Linked DNA regions of Sus scrofa: region 2 is linked to region 1. The links are chromatin contacts, called in public Hi-C maps. All regions are on one chromosome and are shown on one strand. The core of a region is the stretch at or near the end of the contact, and the rest is flanking DNA. Distances in the headings are between cores, read along the strand shown.

Region 1 (4,097 bases), core at 822-3,321:
AACCCGCAACCTCATGGTTCCTAGTCGGATTCATTAACCACTGCGCCACGACGGGAACTCCATGAATCATTTTTAATCCCAGAAAATAAAGCTTATTCTTCAAAGATAAGGCCTTTAAATGCTATTAAAAATATTCTTTGGGACTTTTGTCATCATTAGGCCGAATTCTCAACCCATACAGCTCTCATGGATCCATCCCTAAGGATAGCATAGGCTGACCATCTGGTCCTTTGGCCTTGAACCACTTTGTTTTGATGACACTGCCTTTTGATCACAACGATGTGATCATCCTATAAAAAAGTACCACTTTGCTATAACTTCAATATAAGGATCAATTAATTTACTAAACAAATGATCTTGTTGAAATCGAGTTACATGAAAACTTACTCAAACTCACTTTATGTGCCCTCACAAATGTCCCCAATAGTAATCCAAGACCCACACAACTATGCTAGGGAAGGAAACCTCAGCTCATTTGATTTTTCCCAACAAAACAAAATGGCTGAAATAAATAAACAACCTACAAAATCAAAAGAATACATAATACTATGTTTCTCAACCTCACAAATGTGACTATGTTCTAATACGATGCAATAAATAATAAATTATAAATTTATAATTTTTCCTAAATTCATCTACAAATACAATATGATCCCCATAAATTCCCTTCATTTTTTCCCCTAGAGCTAGACAAGTTGATCGTAAAATGATTGGTTCTTCTGTGATTGGTCATTAAAAGAAGCCTTTATTCCTTTCCTCCTTCCTACAGTTAAAAGTGAAATGGCTGATACAGATGACAAATATCATATGATATCACTTTCATGTGGAATCTTAAAAGATGATACAAATGAATTTATTTACAAAACAGAAACAGACTCACAGATATCAATAATAAATTTCCCAAAGGGGAAAGGGGGGAGGGATAAATTACGAATTTGGGGTTAGCAGATATAAACTACTATGTATAAAACAGATAAGCAACAAGGACCTACTGTATAGCATAGGGAACTATATTCAATATCTCATAATAATCTATAATGGAAGAGAATGTAAAAAGAACATATAGGTTTACATATAAAACGGAGTCACTTTGCTGTGTACCTGAAAGTAACACTGCATTGTAAATCAACTATATTTCTATTTTTTTTTAATTTTAATAAATATATAAAAGTAAACCAAATAAAGTGAGACAGCTGGAGCCCTAGCAGTATCTCAGGCCATGAGAGTTCTTGCAGATGAATGCCATGGGCTAGGCTGGTGAACTAGAAAGACAGAAAGAGCTTGAGCCTCTGATGATGTTAGAACCCCCTTACCGACATTGAACTCCTGCATTCAGCCCTGTTCTACCAGAGAGAACAAATTCTTTCAAAACACATTAAGCTACTCTTGTCGATGTTTTATTAACCTTAGCCAAAACTAGTTCTATCTGATGCAATATACCATTGGCCAAAACGCAAGCTGGTATTATCCGTGATTCTAAATGAGTCTATCACTTCAGATGCCCACAGCTCACTTTGAAATACATTCCACCCCCCACCAAAAATAAATAAATAAATAAATAAGATAGAATGACCAATGGACAGAGGAATGGGTAGAGGTGGAGAGATATATGATAAAGTAAATACAGCAAAATACAGTGTAAATATAGAAGGTGGCTAAATGGGCATTCACTATACAACTCCTTCACATTGCATAATAAAATGCTGAAAATCCTATTGACAAGCCATCGGTACTATTTACTATGTTTTTAAAAGATACCCATAGTGATGAGGAGTTTTGTAGCTTCTTTTTCTCTCACTTAACAGAGCCACTTCTCTTCCTGTTCTATAAACACTATTGTGACCTTAAAGTCTAAAAAAAAAAGAACTGGAAGTACTGCCAATGGGACAAACTGGGTGCAAGTAAAATTTTTAAAGGCTGTATAAAGAGAAATCCATCTGGAAAGATGTTTTCTCCATCAGCACAATAAAAGCTAGAATAGAATTTCCCAATATAGATGTACTGTTTGACTCTCTACGGATCCCACTGGTACAAGAGCGTGGCGTTCTGCTCTTTCATTTAAACGTAACTCTCAACCATAAAACGAAGCTAGGAATGTTAGAATTTCAACTCAGCTGAGATCAGCACTGAGCTCAGCACTGAGCTCAACATCATTTTCTTCCCCTGTTAAGATTCTCTTCTCCTTCCCCATCAATACAGGGACATGTCTAAGGAGATACAATTGCAGTTTGGTCTTCTGATCAACTGAAGAATTTCTGTTGAGAAAGTAACAATTGTGGTATTGGATCTTTTCCCATTGGTCTGTTTTCTAAGCAAAACAAGATTGGAAATGACCGCTGCACAGTTCCTGGCAGGAATGTTCGACTTTGCAGAAGTACTGCCTTCGAACTGCCAATATAAAAGAAGTCTTTTCTGATTCTCCAAGATGAAGTAAGAATAGTAAGAATGTGACCTGGGGTTGCTGAAAACAGAGCCAAGACACTGATTTGGGAATGTTGTATCTACTAAAAGAATCTATTCGTTGAGATAAAAATGCCTTCAGAAAACTGTACAAATTTAATTCCAGAGAAATTAGCTCTGAACTCATCCAAGAGTATTCACTTATTATATTTATTGAGGAATATGAAAGCAGACACTGAGCTAATGGAAGAACATAGATTCACAGTATAATCCCGTACAGTCATTTGCTTGTGACTTACTGAAAATTTCTGCATCTGAATCAACATTTTCCAAATTTGATCTCATCTCAGAAAGAATGCTCTTACAAAGCCTGGAGAAAACATCCTCAGCTGTGTTTAAATTATTCAAGGATGAAAAGAATACTGTATATATATTTTTCTTTTTAGGGCCACACCTGTGGCATATGGAAGGTCCCAGGCTAGGGGTCTAATCAGAGCTATAGCTGCTGGCCTACACCACGGCCACAGCAATGCAAGTGGGTTGGGTCTGCGACCTATACCACAGCTCACGGCAACGCCAGATCCTTAACCTACTGATTGAGGCCAAGGATCGAACCTGCATCCTCATGGATACTAGTCTGGTTTGTCACTGCTGAGCCATGACGGGAACACCTGTATATTTAATTTCGGGAGAAAAATCACCCACAGTATGTAGAGTTTTATAGCATAGTCATATGGCAGAGAAATGAAGGATGAAGACCAGACATAATAGATGTTATCAGTATCAGGCAGAGTGGTTAGCACTTTACATGGACTATCACCCCTGAAATCCTATAAGACAAGGATTGTTATTCTTCCCATTTTATAGATCAAGAAACAGAGGCTTGAAAATGTTTACCCAAGGTAACTTGTCAGCAAGTGGTGGGGCCAAAACTGGGACCCAAGCCTATCTGATGCCAGGGTCTGGTCTTTTAACAATCATCTGACATTGCTGTGATCTTTAAAAGCCAAGTGGCCCCACAGAACACTCAGTGCAAGAGGAGGAAGAGGGGGAAAGAAGGAGGCAGAGGGGAGGGGAAGAGGAGAGGGAGAGGGAGGGAGAGAGAGAAAGAACTAACATATATGTTGGGAATATTATAAAAGAAGCATGTAGAGGTTACAAATATGAAGAACTTCACATCAAATCTGGTGATCTCTTTGTTTCTTGCTTATTTTTTTCACTCTTCCAGTTTCAGTTCTTCTGGTAATTTTTTTTTTTAAAGAGGAGCAAGTACTTATATCTTAGTCAATTATAAAATTGATTAACAGTAAATCATCTCTTCCTCCCTTCTACTTTTTCCAAATCTTTATTAAACACCCACATTAAACACTACTGTGTGCCAGACCCTGTCATTGATATTCTACCTCTAAATCCCACTTAATTTACTTGGAGTAAGATGAAAAAATATTTTAACTATTGACACAGACTAAGACAATGGGGCACTAGGTTAAAAAAGCAACAAACTGTCAGAATAGTAAAAGTGATGACATGAAAAAAATCAGATGAAGCCTCATGTTCATGAACCAGACCAGATGTCCAGCTCAAGTGACAACTCCACTCTCCCTGACCTTCACCATGAAAGACATAAAACCACCATTAATGCTTAGGCTACTTGAGAAAGGCCTTTTGTGGGAAAAAAAAACAGATAAAGGGAGTGG
Region 2 (4,097 bases), core at 791-3,290, 69 kb after region 1:
CCCCTTATGAGTAGTAAACTGGGTTCAATGAGAGGAAGGAGCCCAGAAAACCAGCTCATTTGGTCCTTCCTGTTACTCCTGGCTCTCCCCATCATTTCACGTCCTCTTCACCGCCACGCATCGTCCTATTTTCTATAAGCGCTTCCCCAGCGCCTCGCTGGTACAAGATGGGTGATCAGGGAACGCATGAATGCAGCTAGAGTGGACTCCGGAGCCGACGCCCGCTGCGAGCTCGCAGAACAGCCGCCTGAAAGGCAGGGATGCCGCGCACCTGACCCAGTGCGGAGTCGCGACCCTGTGGCTCTGCGTGGAGCTTGAAAAGGGGGCGCGGTCCCTGACACCGCCCCCCACCTTCCGCCCGCGAACATACAGCCCTAAGCGAGCGCCTTCTACCTGCAGACGCGAGCCAGACAGAGCCGGCCGCGATTGTGCCTTCCCGGACCAGCTGCCAGAGGTTGGCAGCCGACGCGCTGAGCCGGTGCCGGGGCCTTGACACCAGGGGCCGGGGCCGGGGCCGGGCCGGAGCCGGGGTGAGGACCAGGCGGACGGTGCACTGGGAACCTGCGGGACCGCGGCGCCCCCGAGCCCACCCTGCAGGCCTGGATGCACCGAAAGGTGCCCTGGCTGCCGTTATGTTTTTTAAAAAGAGAAATTCCTTCCCCCACCCCCACTGCCTTCCCTCAGATTTCTGAAGGAAAGAGGAAGCCAAGATCGTGAAGGGCCCTCTTGGATCTGCAGCCCAGACGGTTCTGGCAGAAGCAGCCCGGGCGCCCAGGACGCGGCGGCGCGAGGTCTGCCCCGGGCAGGAATGCCCTGCCGGGAGGAGAACGCAAGCCTCAGGACCGTTTCCGGGCCCGCGGTGAAATCCTCAGGGCTGGTATGGAGGATCGCACACGTTATTGTAGAAATTCATTAAACCGAATATACAAGGCATCCTTTCAATACCTTCTAGCAAACCGGGCCTAGCAAGGTCCCAATCTGGCGACAATGGAGGAATTAATCTGGATGTTAGTCACAGTAGTTCAATTTTGGCCAGGGTGGGGTTGGGGGGGTGGGTGTCACCAATCTCTTCAAAATTCGACCCAAGCTATGGACCCTAGCTCAAAACATACAACACTCTGGGATACAAGTTTAATACACACATACAGAAAACACACCTCTCCTATGCTATACACCTGAAACTAACATGATATTGTAAATCAGTTATATTTCAATTAAAAATTAATAAATAAAATTAATGTTAAAAAGAACCAGCGCGTGACCGAGAGCATTAATAGGCTTTATGATCTCTGGAAAGGAAAACACAAACAAAACATCCACAGAGCTTGTTTGGGTGGTTGTTTTGGTTTGGTTTTTCGGTTTTTTGTTTTTTGTTTTTTCCTCAGTAACAAGTGGACAACAGCTAATCAAATGATCAAGTGAGTTTTGGTGGATTTGAAAGGATACAGATCTCCTGGGAAAGGAAAGATGCAATTAAAATAGAATCATTCCCTTGGGTTGTCCTGCCCTTTCCAAACCACCAACAAAAAATGTAATTAGGGCAACAATGTTTTGGAAGGAAGTTAGCAAACAGGGAAGGTTTCCTTAAACGTAATGATGACAGTTCTGTAATGTTGTTATTCTGTTAAGCAAGAAATTTCTAGGTTATAAGCCAAAAGACGTTTGATGGCCTGAGAAGCAGCACATGTGCTGGGGGGGTGGGGAGGGGGGGTGAGGAATGCCTTATATACTGCTCCAACGACAGCAGCTCTCCACCACTAACTGGCCTGCTGGTGGTGTTTTTGTGTAACGGTGGAGGATAACATATCTGTCTTATTTTATTTCACCAGATGGAGAAAATGCAACAATATTTGGGGGGGGGACATTTCCTGTCTTTTTGTTCTTAACATAAAAAGTATTTTATGGCTATTTTTTTCCAGCATATTTTCTCCTCCTCTGGGGCACTTTTTCAAGCCTCAAAGCATATATTTGCCAGAAGTCTTTGGATTTTCACAATATTCCTACCTCTTTCTATAACCAAGACTTGCTGGACCTGCTCCATTAGGGAAACTTGTGTTTTACAAGCTGTAGATGATAACTGCAATAGCTAAGCTTTGTTTTTTTCTTTTCTTTTCTTTCTTCCTTTCTTTCTTTTTTTGGAGGGAAAAATTTAAACTTAAAACACTTAGTATTTATGGGCCGTTGCTTTTTCTTTTATTACCCATTTAACCATGTCTTTCCTTTGACGCTTTTCCAGAGGGACTCTCATCATCCATGGCTAGATCAGAGAAGTCAAAAGGAAAGGTCTTCATCATCTCTAATCTCCATCTCTCACCTCCCTCCAAAGCAGTTTACAATAAAGAGAACTCACTCCCACATCCTGATCCCCACGCTTCTTTGATCTTCCCCATCATTTTCTCATTAAAAACAACTGCTCTGTTGCCACCACCACAGTTTCAAGTTGTCTGAGTAACTATTTTCATCCTCAAATTTTTAACTTTGAAAATCAAGTCATATATTAGAGTTATTATGGCAAATACAATATCCCCCACTTGAAAAAACAGGGGAAATCTGTTGAGCACAACCTATTAATTTTCCACCAGTTGGAAAGCACTAAAATGCTACTTTCTGAATGTGGGTCTCTGGTTTTCCAGCCTGGCTTCTTCCTGTCTCAGTCACACCACCTTTCATGGTTTCTGGATTATTTCTTCCACTGAACAGTAATTAAAAGTGAGCAAATATTGAATTGCAGCCCCACCGACCTCCATTTTAAAAATTTGCATTCTGTAACAAGTTACCAAACTCCAGCCAATGATGCAATATACCACCAAATTCCAGTGGAACAAAATGATTTGAATAAGCCTTCGGATTTCATCGTCTTGGAATTTATTAACTACTAAAACACGCATTGCCTCTTCACCCATGAATGGGTCAAATAAGTGATCAAAGAAAATTATAAAACAAAGGTTAAAAAGTGTATGCTTTAGATTTTATACATAAAGATTGCAATCAAATTTGGGGAAAGGGCATTGACATCAGCCAAAGTTGAAAAAAAAATGAATAAAGCAAGGTTATTTACATTTTTGTATAATGCCTGGTACCTTATACAAGTCTGTAGGGGTTTCTTTCACTCACAGCTAGACATACACCTCCAGTTTCTGAATTTCTCTGCCTCTATGGTCAATGGTACATTCCACTTGGAATTATCTTCCTCCAGTAAATATGCTCTCATCCTACAGCTTTCACCAGGTGGGGTGGCTGAGTCAGGAGCTGCTGCTAGAGTTCCCTCAGCAGCATTTTGCCCTTCCATCAGAGCACTGGCTGAACACCAGGAAAGGGAGTATATCTGTTTTGTTCAGTACTGTATTCCAACACATTAAATATTTGATGAATTAATAAATAGACAATATAATAGATTTTTTTAAAAATGTTTAAGCCTAAGGAAGCCAAGGGCAAGAAACAGAGCCAGAGACACATGCCCTCCAAGTCTTTCATTCAATCTAGTAAGGAAGCCTCATGAGTAAAAAAAGAGTTCTGTGTAGCAAGTGGTCAGACACCTGAGTTGAAAATCCAGCGCAGATATATACCAGCTGTGTGACTCTGGAGAAGTTTCTTAACCTGTCTGAACCTCATTTCTTCTGTAGAAGAGATATAATAGAGCCCACCTTAGAGGGCTGTTTCAAAACTTCATAAAACACGAATTCAGAAAACACCTGACATATGCAGGCACTCTTTAAACAAACATTGTAGAAATAACAAGGACCCACTGTATAGCACAGGGAACTACATTCAATATAACTATATTCAATACAACCTATAATGGAAAAGAATCTGCAAAAGAATGGTTCATATATATAACTGAATCACTATTCTGTACACTTGAAACTAACACAACATTGTAAATCAACTATATGCTTCGATAAAAAATGGTTTAATAAGAAAAAAAACTTATCATCCATTCATTGGTGCATGTCTGCTATGAGCACTGGAGATACAAAGATGAATAAACCAAAATCCTTCCTTATGATCACAGTCTTGTAAGGCACAAGGCAAACACATACCAGAGACAATCCAAAGGAATGACAGGAGCAACTCAAATGGAGTGAGGGGTACAATCC

What was found. A called contact is a pair of places that touch in the nucleus more often than the background predicts.
Region 2: a Hi-C map of skeletal muscle shows a contact between it and region 1, with 4 times the contacts expected there. The contact joins the promoter of LOC106507207 here to the enhancer-like site in region 1. A contact is called at or near these places in 3 of 47 Hi-C or Micro-C datasets (heart right ventricle, liver and skeletal muscle) and 2 of 2 datasets of contacts at active chromatin or transcription factors (alveolar macrophages and skeletal muscle).

The regions. Positions count from the first base shown.
Region 1 is chr1:72,143,805-72,147,901 of Sscrofa11.1, forward strand. No RefSeq gene overlaps it. Among named protein-coding and RNA genes, the nearest start is that of PRDM1, 160 kb to the right of the region's middle. Within about 2 kb of position 2,072, at least 2 of the 83 cell types and tissues checked have an H3K27ac peak or open chromatin away from gene starts, as enhancers often do. A contact at or near this core is called in skeletal muscle, where this site is marked.
Region 2 is chr1:72,212,918-72,217,014 of Sscrofa11.1, forward strand. LOC106507207 reads right to left here and starts at 2,041. Exons shown (of 4, transcript XM_021084596.1): 1 at 2,005-2,041; 2 at 394-867. The coding sequence starts at 2,041.